2 separate regions of the Mus musculus genome follow, and region 2 is linked to region 1. A link is a contact called in public HiChIP or PLAC-seq data. All regions are on one chromosome and are shown on one strand. The core of a region is the stretch at or near the end of the contact, and the rest is flanking DNA. Distances in the headings are between cores, read along the strand shown. Region 1 holds the start of P2ry12 (purinergic receptor P2Y, G-protein coupled 12). Region 2 has its middle 21 kb from the start of Gm24382.

Region 1 (6,625 bases), core at 1,211-3,710:
CCTATGAGAATTCATTCGTTAGTACAGACACTTGTTAGGAAACTCTACGTAAGAAAGCTGCTAGCATTCTTTGTAATGTTTCTAGGTGTAGAGTTCGGCCGTAGGTAAATCCCACACTAGGTGCCCATGACCCCGTCTTTTCCTTACACCCCCCACTCACATCGATGCGTGAGCTCGATTTTGTCTTACGCTTCCTTCCCTTTGTCTTCTTCTCTTCATCAGCTGTAGCTTTTCCTTGATCTGACAGCTCAGCTGATTTCCTTTCTGGTTCCTGAGAAACTGGAGACGTGAGTTCTTCCTCTTCCTCCTCAGGAGGTAGGGGCAGCGGCTCGAGGTAGTAGCTTCGGGGCTTGGGCATGGTGTGCGTGTGGTACAGAAGGAAGTGCTGCTGCTCCTCATACTTGATCACCTTCCGGTCCACACGGACAGTGCCGAACCAGGCCCAGGACAGCGGGGCTGGGTTCTTCTGACCCTCAAACAGGTCCCATGGGGACACTTTCTGCTTCGTAGAGACCTGGAGACCCTGTGGGAAAAGAATGTTCTGTGACAACACAACCTGGCCTGTCCCCAACCCACAGGGCAAGCTTGAAAGCGTGCGGTTGGAAGGTTGGAACGAGCTAAGGGAACTCAGTAGACAGGAATGTTCATCTAAGCAGTGTGAACTGGGGTTCAGGACTTTGCAAGTTCAGTTCTCCAGTGCTCTGTACCACCTGACACTCCTTAAGGCATCTAAAAGTGAGCTAAAATATTTTAGTATAAAATGACATTCTCATTCAAGTATGTTGTAGAAAATATAATCTCTCAAGTATCCTGTAAAGTTGCTGTTAGAACCATCTCAGGAATCCATTATTTTTAGTATTATACAAGATTTAAAAGTCAATATATAGTCTGCCTCTGATGTATGAACTCAATTTAGTATATATTTCATGTACATGTATGTGGCTTTCTCTGAATAAAATTTTTTGGGAGAAAATTAATTACAGAAACAGGTACAACACAAATTAAGTCTTTCAATTCCAAGGTATCTTTACTGAATCCAGGTAAGGAATTCAATTTTGTTTCTGAAAAATAGCATGCTTTTATTTGTAATACTAATGGGTAACATTTCTTAGTAATTTTGCAAGTATACCTATTTAAAGACATTTCTCCTCAAAACGGCCAAGGTACCCCGCCCCCCATGTGAGCATATCTGTTTTTGTCTGTCTTCCTCTTTAAGTGTGACTTCTTCTGACACTACCAGTAATGTCACCACCCACTGCTGTCTGCCATGTGATGAAATCGTTCTCCTGAGTAGAACTCACATCTAAATGGCTCCTGGATGCCTTCTGAAAGAAGCCCAAGTCACCCTTATTGTGACTTCTGGTTTTCCCCTCCCATGGCCACACTGCTATGGCATTTGAGTTAACTCTGAATTCTGGTGGCATGGTTTTTCCTCTTAACAGTCACCTTTCTTGCCTTTCCTTAAACTTTCCCCACCTGTCCTATACTTTTCTGTATACTTAGTCCGTCAGGATGGTCTGTGTGTCCACTATTGTAGGACCCCTGTTCTGACTACCTCTGCCTGTGTGACTTAAACCGTTCCCCGTTGGTGCCATCATGACCTGACCTGCACGTCCCGTTGCATGTAAAAGTGCATCTACTTCCCCCTAAGGGCAGGGATTCCCTCCACCATCTCCATTGCTGCAGTGCCAATGGCTACTCAGGCTGGCCTTTCTGTTATTTTAAAGAACCTTCCAAAGCGTTGTATAGAAAGCAAATGCCCATCTAATACTGCTTCTTAGAGACTACGTAGTGTTGTAACACAAGTTTTACTAAATACTGCTTACTCAGCAAATGAAAATTCTTATCAGCACACATTTTCTTATATAAACATAGCTTGTTTCCTATCCTGATGTAAAATAATAATTTTATTTTACTTTTATTTCTTATGCTAAGCTGTTACTTAAGTTTTTGGTAGATTCTAGAAATGCCCTGAAGTCCAGATAAGCATTTTAATTGGGAGATCTTTGAAGATAATGGCTTTTTTCTTTTTCTTTTTGCAATGCCAATAGCTATTGTGCTTTGATGACAAAAATTATACCACTGAAAATTAAGAAAAGTCACTTGGCTTCTATAACTAGATATATTTATATATGTGGGAAAAAACATTTACTCTTGCCTGTTTTTTATCAATAGAGTCAAATCCAGCAATTTTGTTTCCCTTTGTATCGATCAAAGAACCCATGGGTTCACACGTGATGACATCGCAGGTCTGCTTTGGCAAAGGCAGCAACTGTCGAACTTTGTCAATGCTTTCTGACCTCTTGTCTCCTAGTTCTTTCTAGAAGAAAGAGGGGGGAAAAATGTAAAAGCAAGAGAGAAGTGAGGCAAAAATTCTGACTTTACAATGAAGCAAAAGCTAACAAGAAGGAAGTTCCCCAGTGACACATTTCCTTTTTTTTAGGGCTAGTATGTCTTTAGTCCTTAGCGCAGTCTATGGAACAGCTGCAAATTGGACTGGTGAAATGTTTCATTTCTTCTATTCAAGTAGAAAATCAGGGTGCACACAAAGGCAGTCTTGTTCTCCATGACAAATCAGAGTGCTGAAATGACAAAACGCCAGTGTCATTTGCTGTCACACAGCAGGAGCTGCCGCACGGACACTTTCCCGTATCCAGGGTCACAGTGCAAGGTAACCATCAGCTTTTTTACTGTAACGTCTTCAGATTATGTATTTGCAATGTCTATTTGCCGTTCATGTCCAGGACTGTTAGTGGATTTACAAATTCAATGCAGAGCTCATTTTTTTTTTTCCCACTTGCATGTGTAAATCCAAGCATGGGTTCAAAGGAAATCTGACACTGGAGTTTTGGTTAGATATCTGATAATGCATTTTTAAAATCCTTAAAAATTAAAACACATTTTATTTGAGCACACCTTTTCAGAGAAAAAAATCGTTCAAATATCATGCTTGTAATTTTGAAGGACTGACAGAGTAGGTAAGATAACAAATAACCACAATCTGCTGAATCAGCTACACATGTAGATTAATGAGGAGGAAATTAAGACAATAATCCATAAACAACATGATTTCAGAGTAGAGGCTGATCACAAGCTTACTTTCAGTTTCTTTACTAAGTTCATGTATGCACGTTTGTTCTCTTCTGATCCCCCGGGGGAAGCACTTGATAGGTCAGAAGCCAGGGTTCCATTGATTAAAACACCCAGCATGTCAAGAACCGTTGTGAATAATTCACTGAGAAGAAAGAAAACCCCATTTTATTCTCACAAACAAAACCCGGACACACAGAATTGCCTAAGCATTTCTACTGAAAGTGCTAAGTTTTTAATGACAGCTAAATCAGTAAGTGGCAGAATTTCCTGTCAGTAGACAAAAGCTTGTACCATGCATGCATGCAGGGGAAAAAAAAAGGTATAAAATGATAAAAAACAAAATAAAACAAAACAAAAACCCAACATACTTGTTAGTGTGCATGTCAACAGTTCCCGAAGTAATTATCTGGAGGAGTAGGAGGGCCCAGTCGGTGGTCCCCTGCGTGCTCCGCTGTACCGTGTCAAACATTCCTCCTACCTAGCATACAAAATATGATAAAGATTTTGTATTGCTACCCCTATTACCATATGTGCCCAAATGTTGATTTGTTAAACCAGAAGTGATGTTAAGAACTGGTTCTTGCTAGCCACACTATGGATTATCCTACAACTGTCTCTTCTAGCTATGTGGTTATCACTGTTTATGGTTCTTTCCACAGAGGCTAGGCATTCAAAACTTAACAGAAAGTGTAACACTTGAATGTGGGCAGTCACAAAATTACCTTTCTCTTCTCATCAGTCTCTCATGGTACTTAGTTTTAGACATAACTGCAGTTAAACCTGAATAGCATCAAAACTCTGTCTCATCACCTGCAATTGTGTGATATTCGATTATTATTGCATCTGAGCCTGCCACTATAATATCCCTGGAGATGCCCTTTAACGTGGAAGGAATGAGGAGGAGAAGGTATTGCCACAGGTCTGCCAGCTCCTGGGAGGAGGTCAGAGTGCTGAAGGTGAGGTGAACAACTGCCCAGGGAGGTCAGATTGCCAAAAGCCAGAAAAGCAATTGCCCAGGGCACGTTCAGGATTTGTCAAGAGGAAATTTAAGGGAATACAAAACATGCTGAAACTTTCAGATTTCTGTAAAATATTCTTGTGAGATTTGTCTTTTTTTTTTCTGATCAATTTAACAGAATGTCTCTGAGAAAAATTGAGAGTTGACAGATTTCTGTGGTTGTAAAATAGAACACAGTGAAAGCCAACACTCCTATTAAAGGTTTGTCGGACCTCCCCTTAGCACTGCACAGGAGGAGGAGGAGAGATCTGCCAGATGGAGCCTCTACTCCCTGGTGGAAAACACAAATAGGTGCTTACAACTCTACTGTCTAGAATTCAACCCAGACAGGAAGGACGGCAGCTAAGGAAACAGAAGGTTTAAGAGAAAAGGAAGTAGGTACAGAGTGAGAAAGAGGAAGGCTTCCCTCTGTCATGCAGATTCTGTCCACAGATGTTGAAAGCTGGTATTACTTTCACACAGAGAGAGGTGTGACAGAAATGGGTCTGCCACATCCTTACCAGATTCAGGCGGAGCTGTAGGGCCTCATGCATCATCTGGCGGGCTTTCGTATCATCTTGGTATCTTTCTTCCCTCCAGTTACTTAAAATCTAAGATTGGGAAAAAACAAAGAGTAACAACAGAAATCCCTTTGTTCTTTGCTATGACGACTTTTACAGGTTTAAAATGAAGCTCTACAGTAACAGCTAACACTTCTTAGCTTAAACATTAACAAAGTTATTTTTTTTTTTTACTCTTCCTCTTCTTCCAGACAGACAAAATCCCAGTTATTTTATAATTTCCTGGGTAGCTGGGAGAAGAAAGTCTTACACACACACACACACACACACACACACACACACACGGAAAAAGGCCACACAGAAATGCCTATGGCAAGGACAAAGGGAGGCAAGGTGAACTGAGACTCGCAGAAAGGCAGAGCAGGTCTGCTTAACATCTGACATGGATCCTTCCAGGCAACAAAAGAAGGAAGTGCTCAGGCACCTAAACCAGGACACTGGCCCAGCCCAGAGCGGCTTGAAGGAAAGGATAAACCCACTGGAAGAGACAGCAAATGCCCAATCAGGAGTGGCTCTATCAGTTCAGCCCTGGCATTTGTAGTCTAGGTATGAAGAGAACCCTGAGTGCTTTGTATTTAAATGGCTCCCTCTGGAAGCTAGACAGAGAAAAGACCTGTCCAAAGTGTGGGTGTGGTGACAAAGGAAACCGAGTAAGCCTGGTGCCATTGTGCATGTTATCAGCTCTCATTTAATGCCACCGGGCAGGGTTCACCTGGCTTTGTGTCAGGATAATCCAACTCACAAAACCAATCTGACATCTTTCCTTGATTCCTTGCTTCTCGGTAGGCGCAACAGAGATCGGTAAGCTAGCTGCTAAGCAGTGTGCAACAACTTACTTTTATAGTCTTTACATATCTCTCAATGCATAATTAGCATCAGCTTTGCTGGCCTTCTGGTGACCATGATGCTAGGCAGAATGGGACATGGACTGTGTTTCTTAGCATCTCAGCGGCAGAACATTAATCTAATGTCACATTAGGACACTATCATGAAATCACAAAAGGGAAATAATGAATACCATCAGAAAGATACTGGCCGAGTTTAGTACTCCACGCTTTACCTGATTGACTTGATTCTGCAGAGATGTTAGAAGGCCTTCCCGTTGCTCATCTTGCCCCTTAAGGCAGGTAAGGACCAATGAGAGGAAAGGCTGCTGGCTCAAAAGAGACATACTGCAAAGGAAGTATTAACAGAGCTAGTCAGAAAAAATGGCTTGCCCCTGCTGCAACAGCTGCTCTTTCTAGTAGACTCACTCACTGCTCTTGTTTATTTACGACTACATGAAGGACAGGGTGGGAAACCACCAGAGAACATTTGGGAAGGTGACACCTTCCTGTACTGGCAAGATTAAAAACCACTGGTAAAGCTTTTAAATGACAATTCTCTATTGCTCTGGAAGGAAATCCCAAAGCAACAGAAACGTGCAGGGTATGTGATGAGCTTGCTTTCTGTTACTAGGGGGAAGTTTTTAAATATACAGGACAAAGAATATAAATGTATGCAGAGAAAAACAAAACAAAGAACAAACAAAAAATACCGGAGAGATTGCTCAGAGAAAACTCTTCCTTAGGAAGCGGCTCTCTGTGGACCTTGACTATTTCCGAGGCCTGTGTTTCTTGGTTGTATATTTCTCAAAGGCCAACAGCAGAGTGTTGGTAAAGTTAGGGGGGAGCACAACAAGGTCTGAGGCCTCCAAAAAGCAAGATACTTGCTAGGAACACCGTGTGCCAGGCCCCGACACTGCCCATGGCCTCCGCTAGAAAGGGGGCAAAATTCTATTTACAATGTTCACGTTAACAAGATATCTCCCATTAGAGAACATTGGTCAAACTGATTGATATAGTGAAAAGAAAATTTTCCTAAAGAACAGGTCTATGCCAGAATGTCTGAATCAGGAGCCCTGTAGGTAGCCAATAAAGAACACTCAGTTGTGGTAGTATTATTAGCTCTATCT
Region 2 (6,625 bases), core at 1,942-4,441, 840 kb before region 1:
TGAGCAATAGCATCTGGACATTGTAGTGGGACTTTCTGGTGGACAATAAGAAAACATTGGATGAATGTGAAAAAATGACTTCAAACAAAGGCAAAATCAATTGAAAGGCCACTGAACTATCTCAGGTACCAGGATAAGGGCTTTAACTAAGCAAAGGTCTGCAGAGGAGGAAAAATAAAGCATAAATAGAAGACGTAAATAGAAGAAAGCAATGGCCAGTTAGAAGCAGAAGAAAACAGATCTGACAGTTACAGCAAGAAATTAATTCCAAAATACCTTTCATATGACAATAATTTTATAATTTACATTTTGTTCATGTTAATCCATCTTTGCTCAACTATCAAACAGTCAACCTACACTTATAGATATTGTTATATAATACATACACGTGTGTAGGAGTATATAAGGTGCACTTATATAATAAGATACACTTATATAATATAGTTAATATTTGATACAGAAATGTCTGCCATTTGCCAAATGTCATTGCTTAAAATTCTGGAAATTTCCTGAGGAAAGTCTATTTAAAGTAATTGTGAACAGAATAATTACATTAAATTCTAATTTAATATCTGTAATTCTAATTAACCCATCAAAGATTTTATTCTGTGCTATGGGAATGTAGATGAATTTTAAGCTGCAGTGTCATAGTCATCAGACAGGTGGAGATAACCCAAAGAAAGTGGTCCAAAATTTGTCAGTTTTCTAAATATGGTACGTGAATGTTCATTGATTCAGTGTTTAGATGCTGAATTATCTCTAGACAGTACCTACTTGGAAAATGAGCTTTTCCAGGAACCAGTTTAGTTTTATGTAAGTGTCCTCTGTAGAGTGTCTTCCTGCTATCTCTGACATGTTCCCTCCCTACACTGCTGACACCATTGCCCTCAGCATAGAGGGAGATCTTCTGAAGAGATGCCAGCTGTAGCCTCTGCCTGTGTCTTAGGCAGCAGGTTTGCAAGCCACATGCCACTCATGATGATTTCCTTGAAGCTTGGGGTGGAGTAGTCAGACTTCTAAGGGAAGTGTCCTGTATTCTGGAGCTTACTTCTATCATGATGCTGTCATCTGCACCTCTCAACTCCCTACCTAAGACTCTAGTCTCAGCAGTTTCTTTCCCCTAGACTCAGGGCTGTTTAATACGGTCAGTATTTTTTTTAAAAAAAAAATAGTCCCGAGAAAGCCTAAAGATACCAATAATTTGTCTGCCACCTTGGCATTGTGAGGTCACCCCACTGCATCACTCGAAAGGGATTTTCCTTCCACACTTGTCCTAGGGCACCTGAGCCTACCATCAGCACAACACATAGAATTTGTCTTTTCCAGCAAACCTGTGCATGCAACAAATACAGACACTCCATGCTCACTGTGAGGTATGGTGCTGTCAGAGCCATCTGACAACTGTGAGGATTCATGCAGGTGTGTGGTCCCCATTTGCTGTTGAGAAACTCCCACCCCCACCCTGACACATGCATCTTAAGTATATCTGCTGGCTTCACTGCTGAAATCTCTGGCAGTTAATGGAAAGCTAAGCTTTTGATCATGGACTATCAAATATCAGATTCCGAGTGGTTAATAAGTTGTTTTATTTTATTTTATTATTGTTTTTAGATTATGTCTCTCTTGAAAATTCCAAGGCAACATCAGTGTTCGAGCTGTAATTCTTAGGCAACGAAAATAAGGACATTTTGTTTAAAAGTGGTTTTGTATCTTAACTAAACACCTTAGTCAACTGGACAATTTTTATTGAACAGGTTACTTGAATTAGAATCCCTGAATTCTAGTAACACTTTGGGCGATTCTCAAGAGTCTATTTTTCCAGAAACAACTATTGTAGAGATTAAAATGGATTTTCAGAGTGACCCCGAAGCAGGTCATCCTTCTGTCACAAATGTCAGTCACATCTACCCACCATCAGAGGAAGTGCCCACCAAATTCTCAAGAGTCATATCAGTGAGGCCCTGAGAGTAATCTTTGACACTTAACCTCAACTGAATTAGAAGCTTCAATACTTCTCCAAAAGAAAGAGTGGAGTCAGCAGATAAAGGCCCCACGCTTCTAAGTATGAAACTCCACCAGCCATGTGATAGACACAACAGATAAAGATAATACCTTCGCTCTATCAAAATCCATTTGGACCAACATACATTTCTTTCATGATTGAAAGGTGGTTACTATGGCAGCATGACTTTGTAACCTTCTCCCACAAAGGGCAAACCATCACAGGGTTGTGCTCATCTTTGCATCACTTTCCAGCCCATCTCTTTCTTAGAGAATGCATTGAATATCTTCACTGGAGATTGACATTCAGAGTTTGCCTGAGTTCTCATGGTGCCCAACATTCTAAACTCAGACTTTCATCTTATACTCTTAAAAACCACTTGCTGAAATATGTCAGGAATGGCTTATTTGGATATTTAGATATCTGTATTTACCATGGGGATGTATGTAGTCATATTCAGTTACTAGAAAAGGTTGACTGGATACTGATATCAGTTTTCCATGCTTTGAGGACCACATTCTTCTGTATGTATATATATATATGTATGTGTATGTGTATGTATATGTATATATGTATATAAAATGCTGCTTCATACTACTATCCATAGATAAATGGGATTCACTTACTTGTCTAGCCTTTGGTCTCTGATGTTCCATGGATACTGTGCCTTCACAGGAGATAGGTACATGTTTTTTGAGCATCCATCATGAGCTGTGGAACCTTCATGTATTTTCCAACTGACTCTTTCAAACACTCTGCATCTAAACTATTTGAATATTTCCTTACCTACATATGCAAAAACCAAAATTTTGTGCCGCAGACCCTCTGGATCCCTTTGTCTGCTTGGAACAGGTCTCTGGGGCAGGTGGGCAAAGTGTCGGAAGAAATGACAGACAGACCAACAGGAGAGATTGTGTAGAATCTGGATGTATTCCTTCGGGTCGAGCATCAAACTTTTTATACTAAAGAAATAACAAGAAACCAGGCAAAATACAATCCACCAAGTTACAGTGACACAATACAAAAGGAATGAATACATTAAAAGAAGGTGGGGATCAGGCTGCTGCTGCAAAAGAAGGGGGCCAGGTGTAAACTAGTCTATTGTTAAACCCACCATCAGGGGTTCTGCACTAGCAGACCTTATCAAGAATACTGCAATACCCCCAACACCCTATTTCCTGGGTCTAAAGAAGAATATACCAACTTGCTTCTAATGTGAAGCTCTATACCTAGCTGTAGAGAAGATCTCTGTCTCAGTGGGATTCCCTAGCTCTATTGTTCCCTAGTTTGGGTGAGAATTGCTACTGTCCTTGGTAAGTATTTTGTAGACCAGCTCTGAGCTACTGTCTTTGTAATGCTTAATTAGTAACTGAATAGGTAACTTCCTTTCTATAGTCCTGCCGGATTTCAAGCTCAGATTTCAAGCTTGCAGGCTACTGGGACCTTGGAACACTATAACAGAATTTAATCTTAAAAGGCATTTATAATAAAATATTAAAAGAGAGCTCATAGATCCATACACCAGGCTAATGCGGCAATAGAGTATGAGTATATGGTTAAACGAGAATGCCAAAACTCCTGGAGGTGAGCTTCCTTGAAACTCTTTTCCTTGTTGAGTGCTTGCAGACTTTCAGCCTGTCAAGCAGACCCCACCAGAGAGTGTGGCAAATTTGACCTTGGTATAGTTTTTGAACTTATTTTTTCTGAAATGGATTCACTCAGTCAGATATATAATCTCAAATTTCTGGGTAGCCATTTAGATCACTATATTTGAATACTCTTCCAAACATGTAGGGGGTTAAACCCCTCCCCCAAGAATGCTTCTTTAGTACTCTATATTTTGCAATTTATTTTATTTTTATATGAATCTGTGTTGCCATATGTTGGTTCACAACCTCCAGGGGTATCAGATCCCTTGAAACTGGAATTACAGGTGGCTGTGAGACATCATATGGGTTCTAATAATCAAACTTAAGTCCTTTTTCAGAGCATTAAGTGTTCTAAGCCACTGGACCATCTCTCCAGGCCTTCAGTGCTCTATACTTTAAACTGACATTGTGTTCTCTGCCAATCATTTAAAGGCATGTACTGCTATTTTTGCCTTCCTTATTTAGCATTTTACCGCAAGAACATCATTTGAAAGACAAAACATTCTTTTAGGGTACTAAATATTTTTTTATCTATTTCAGCTGAAGAAATGAGATTATAGGATATCTCAAAATTAGACTATTGAACCCTCAAGATTTATTGAAGGAGAGGGAAATGGAATGGAATAACTAAGTATGTTATATTTTAAAACCTAGTTCTCTAAGATATAAAGTTCAAAGGGAGAATTCACAAATTGATATATGCAAAAGAGACTAGATTCTTGATAAAATGTGGTTGTTACAAGTTCTTTGTTAGCCTCCTCAATTTATCTAACAGAATAAATAAAATTAATACTAGTATACTATTATATTTTTTTAGTAAAATAATATGGAAATACAAGTCTCTATCTGTAATTAACATTTCACAGGTACAGAAATTTCTCTGCTATAACATAAGCATTTTATTTTATATCTTAACAATTTATATACAATGGAAGACAATTCTGTGGCTTGATGATGAAATTTCCTATTTTGTCTAAGATACTTTACTGAAGTCAATATTACTTGCAAATAACTGTTCTGTGCCACAGACCACCCCAGTCAGATATGGGAGTCCCTACAATGAGGGTCTTTGAAGTCTGGTGGGTAAGGATTTGGCAGTTTCAAACAAAAAGAAACACAGAAGCAGTTTGAATCGGAGTGTATTTTACAGCTCTTAAACAGTGGTTTTCATACATTGAAAAAAATGTTACAACCATTAGAAGATTGTTCAGTGAAGCAATCACGAATACCATCATTATCATTTGGCACAGTAAAGCACAAAAATCAAGCAAACATTACAACTCTGAAAAGATGTATTCAGTGAATCACAAACAGAACAGGTAACACCATTATTAATAGAAATCAACCAAGCGTTACAACTCTGAAAGAATGTATTCAGTGGGGCCATAGTCCAAAGCTAGTGGCATATTTCCAAGAGCAGGTTAATAAATCTTTATGGTCAATTATTGTTTAACATTGAATGTCTGATTTTTTTTTTTATAAATCTTCAATGAGTACATTTAAACTATTTTAATTCTTTTTATTTAAGGCTTTCTTTACCATATACCAAATCCCATCTTTGATGACACACACTGTAGCCATGTGAAATTTTATTGTTGGGAAGGTTTTTATCATAATACTACTATATAGTTTTGTAAATGATTTATAAAGTAAATTGTTGGTTTCCCCAGAAACAACCTCCAGGGGTATCAGATCCCTTGAAACTGGTCATTTTAGTCACCCCATCTCAAGGGACATTGTTTCTTTATCCATTATTCTCACTTAAGATCTTGGCCTAGGATACCAGGAACATGTAAATAGAAAAGGAATAAGAGAAAACAAACAGATAAATTGCTATGACAATGACGGCTCAATATTTTACTCTGGACAAGAGTTCCACAACAGGTTCCAGGAGGCCTCCTTTTGAAGTTTTCACCTCATCACTTCTAGGCCTTTTGGCTAAGATGAAGTGTGAAGTTTTCACCTCAGTTTGTGGAACTTATCACACAGATTGTATGGGGTTGGTGTGACAAATCTGAACTGAAATATAAACTGCTAGAGTGTGATATTTCCAGAAAGACACATCATTTTCTTCTTCTAATAAGTAATAATGAATAGCAGAGGAGATATGCATAGACAAAAATAATTAGCCTTTGGGAGTTTCTGTGAGAGAACCTTAAGGTCAAAGTGTAGGAAAAATAAAGATTTGGCTATTGGCTCAGTCAATATTTTTCTTTTAAACAGAAAAGATAGAAAGTCTCAACTAAGCAAGACTAGATATTGGATAGTTGGTAATGCATAAGAAGATATTTCTTTTCCTCTCACAGATAATGATATGTTTTATAGCTGCTAATGTGTGAGGATTAAAGAACAGGATATAAAATCAACCCTGTTCATAGAGTAGAATCTCCAAGATAACATTGGGTAGCTACAGTCTTGTTTCTCACTTAGGACAAGTTTGCCACCACAATCCCTCCACCTTTTGAAATGATTGGATCCATGTTCTGGTTGTCTTGCCTTGGATGAGAGGTGCTTCTGACATCCAGGAGCTTAAGGCAGAGAATGCTGCTCAGTATTTGCAATGAGTAGAATATCTCCTCACCTACTATGGAACAGTTTGTTGACCTGAAATATCCACAGCCAAGATTTGTAAGTACTTGGTTGTAAGTAGTTGTATTCAAATACTTTTTTTTTTTTTTTTTTGCTTAGTGGACCAGAAGAAAACTTCTTTTCTTTTCTTTTTTTAGAAGTATACCATTATGCTCTATGTGACCTACAAAGTAGAAGCTAAATTTGCTACATACTCCAGAAACCAGAATTAATCATCAGACTTAATTTTAGTTAATGGAAATGAACAGGAGTTAATGTTTGCTTTATTGATTTTAAGAGAGGAAATACATAGTATTCTTTGTCTCTCATGGTTCAAATTATGACCTAGAATCAGTGGTACCTGTACTTGAAAATATGAATAAAAGTCACTTGGTGTGGTCTATAA

The links. HiChIP or PLAC-seq counts read pairs in DNA pulled down with a chosen protein or histone mark.
Region 2: an H3K27ac HiChIP or PLAC-seq map of embryonic stem cells shows a contact between it and region 1, with 6 times the contacts expected there. The contact joins the enhancer-like site here to the promoter of P2ry12 in region 1. A contact is called at or near these places in 11 of 39 promoter capture datasets (the 3T3-L1 cell line, the C10 cell line, cranial neural crest and 4 more), 4 of 115 datasets of contacts at active chromatin or transcription factors (bone marrow-derived macrophages, embryonic stem cells, large pre-B cells and 1 more) and 1 of 9 other capture datasets (macrophages).

What each region holds. Positions count from the first base shown.
Region 1 is chr3:59,258,820-59,265,444 of GRCm38.p6, reverse strand. It overlaps P2ry12 (purinergic receptor P2Y, G-protein coupled 12), which reads left to right and starts at 2,460. Exons shown (of 5, transcript NM_001357008.1): 1 at 2,460-2,671. Med12l (mediator complex subunit 12-like) reads right to left here. Exons shown (of 44, transcript NM_177855.3): 31 at 5,732-5,843; 32 at 4,612-4,701; 33 at 3,462-3,571; 34 at 3,100-3,235; 35 at 2,159-2,320; 36 at 161-523.
Region 2 is chr3:60,103,322-60,109,946 of GRCm38.p6, reverse strand. No RefSeq gene overlaps it. Among named protein-coding and RNA genes, the nearest start is that of Gm24382, 21 kb to the left of the region's middle. Within about 2 kb of position 3,191, at least 5 of the 459 cell types and tissues checked have an H3K27ac peak or open chromatin away from gene starts, as enhancers often do. A contact at or near this core is called in embryonic stem cells, where this site is marked.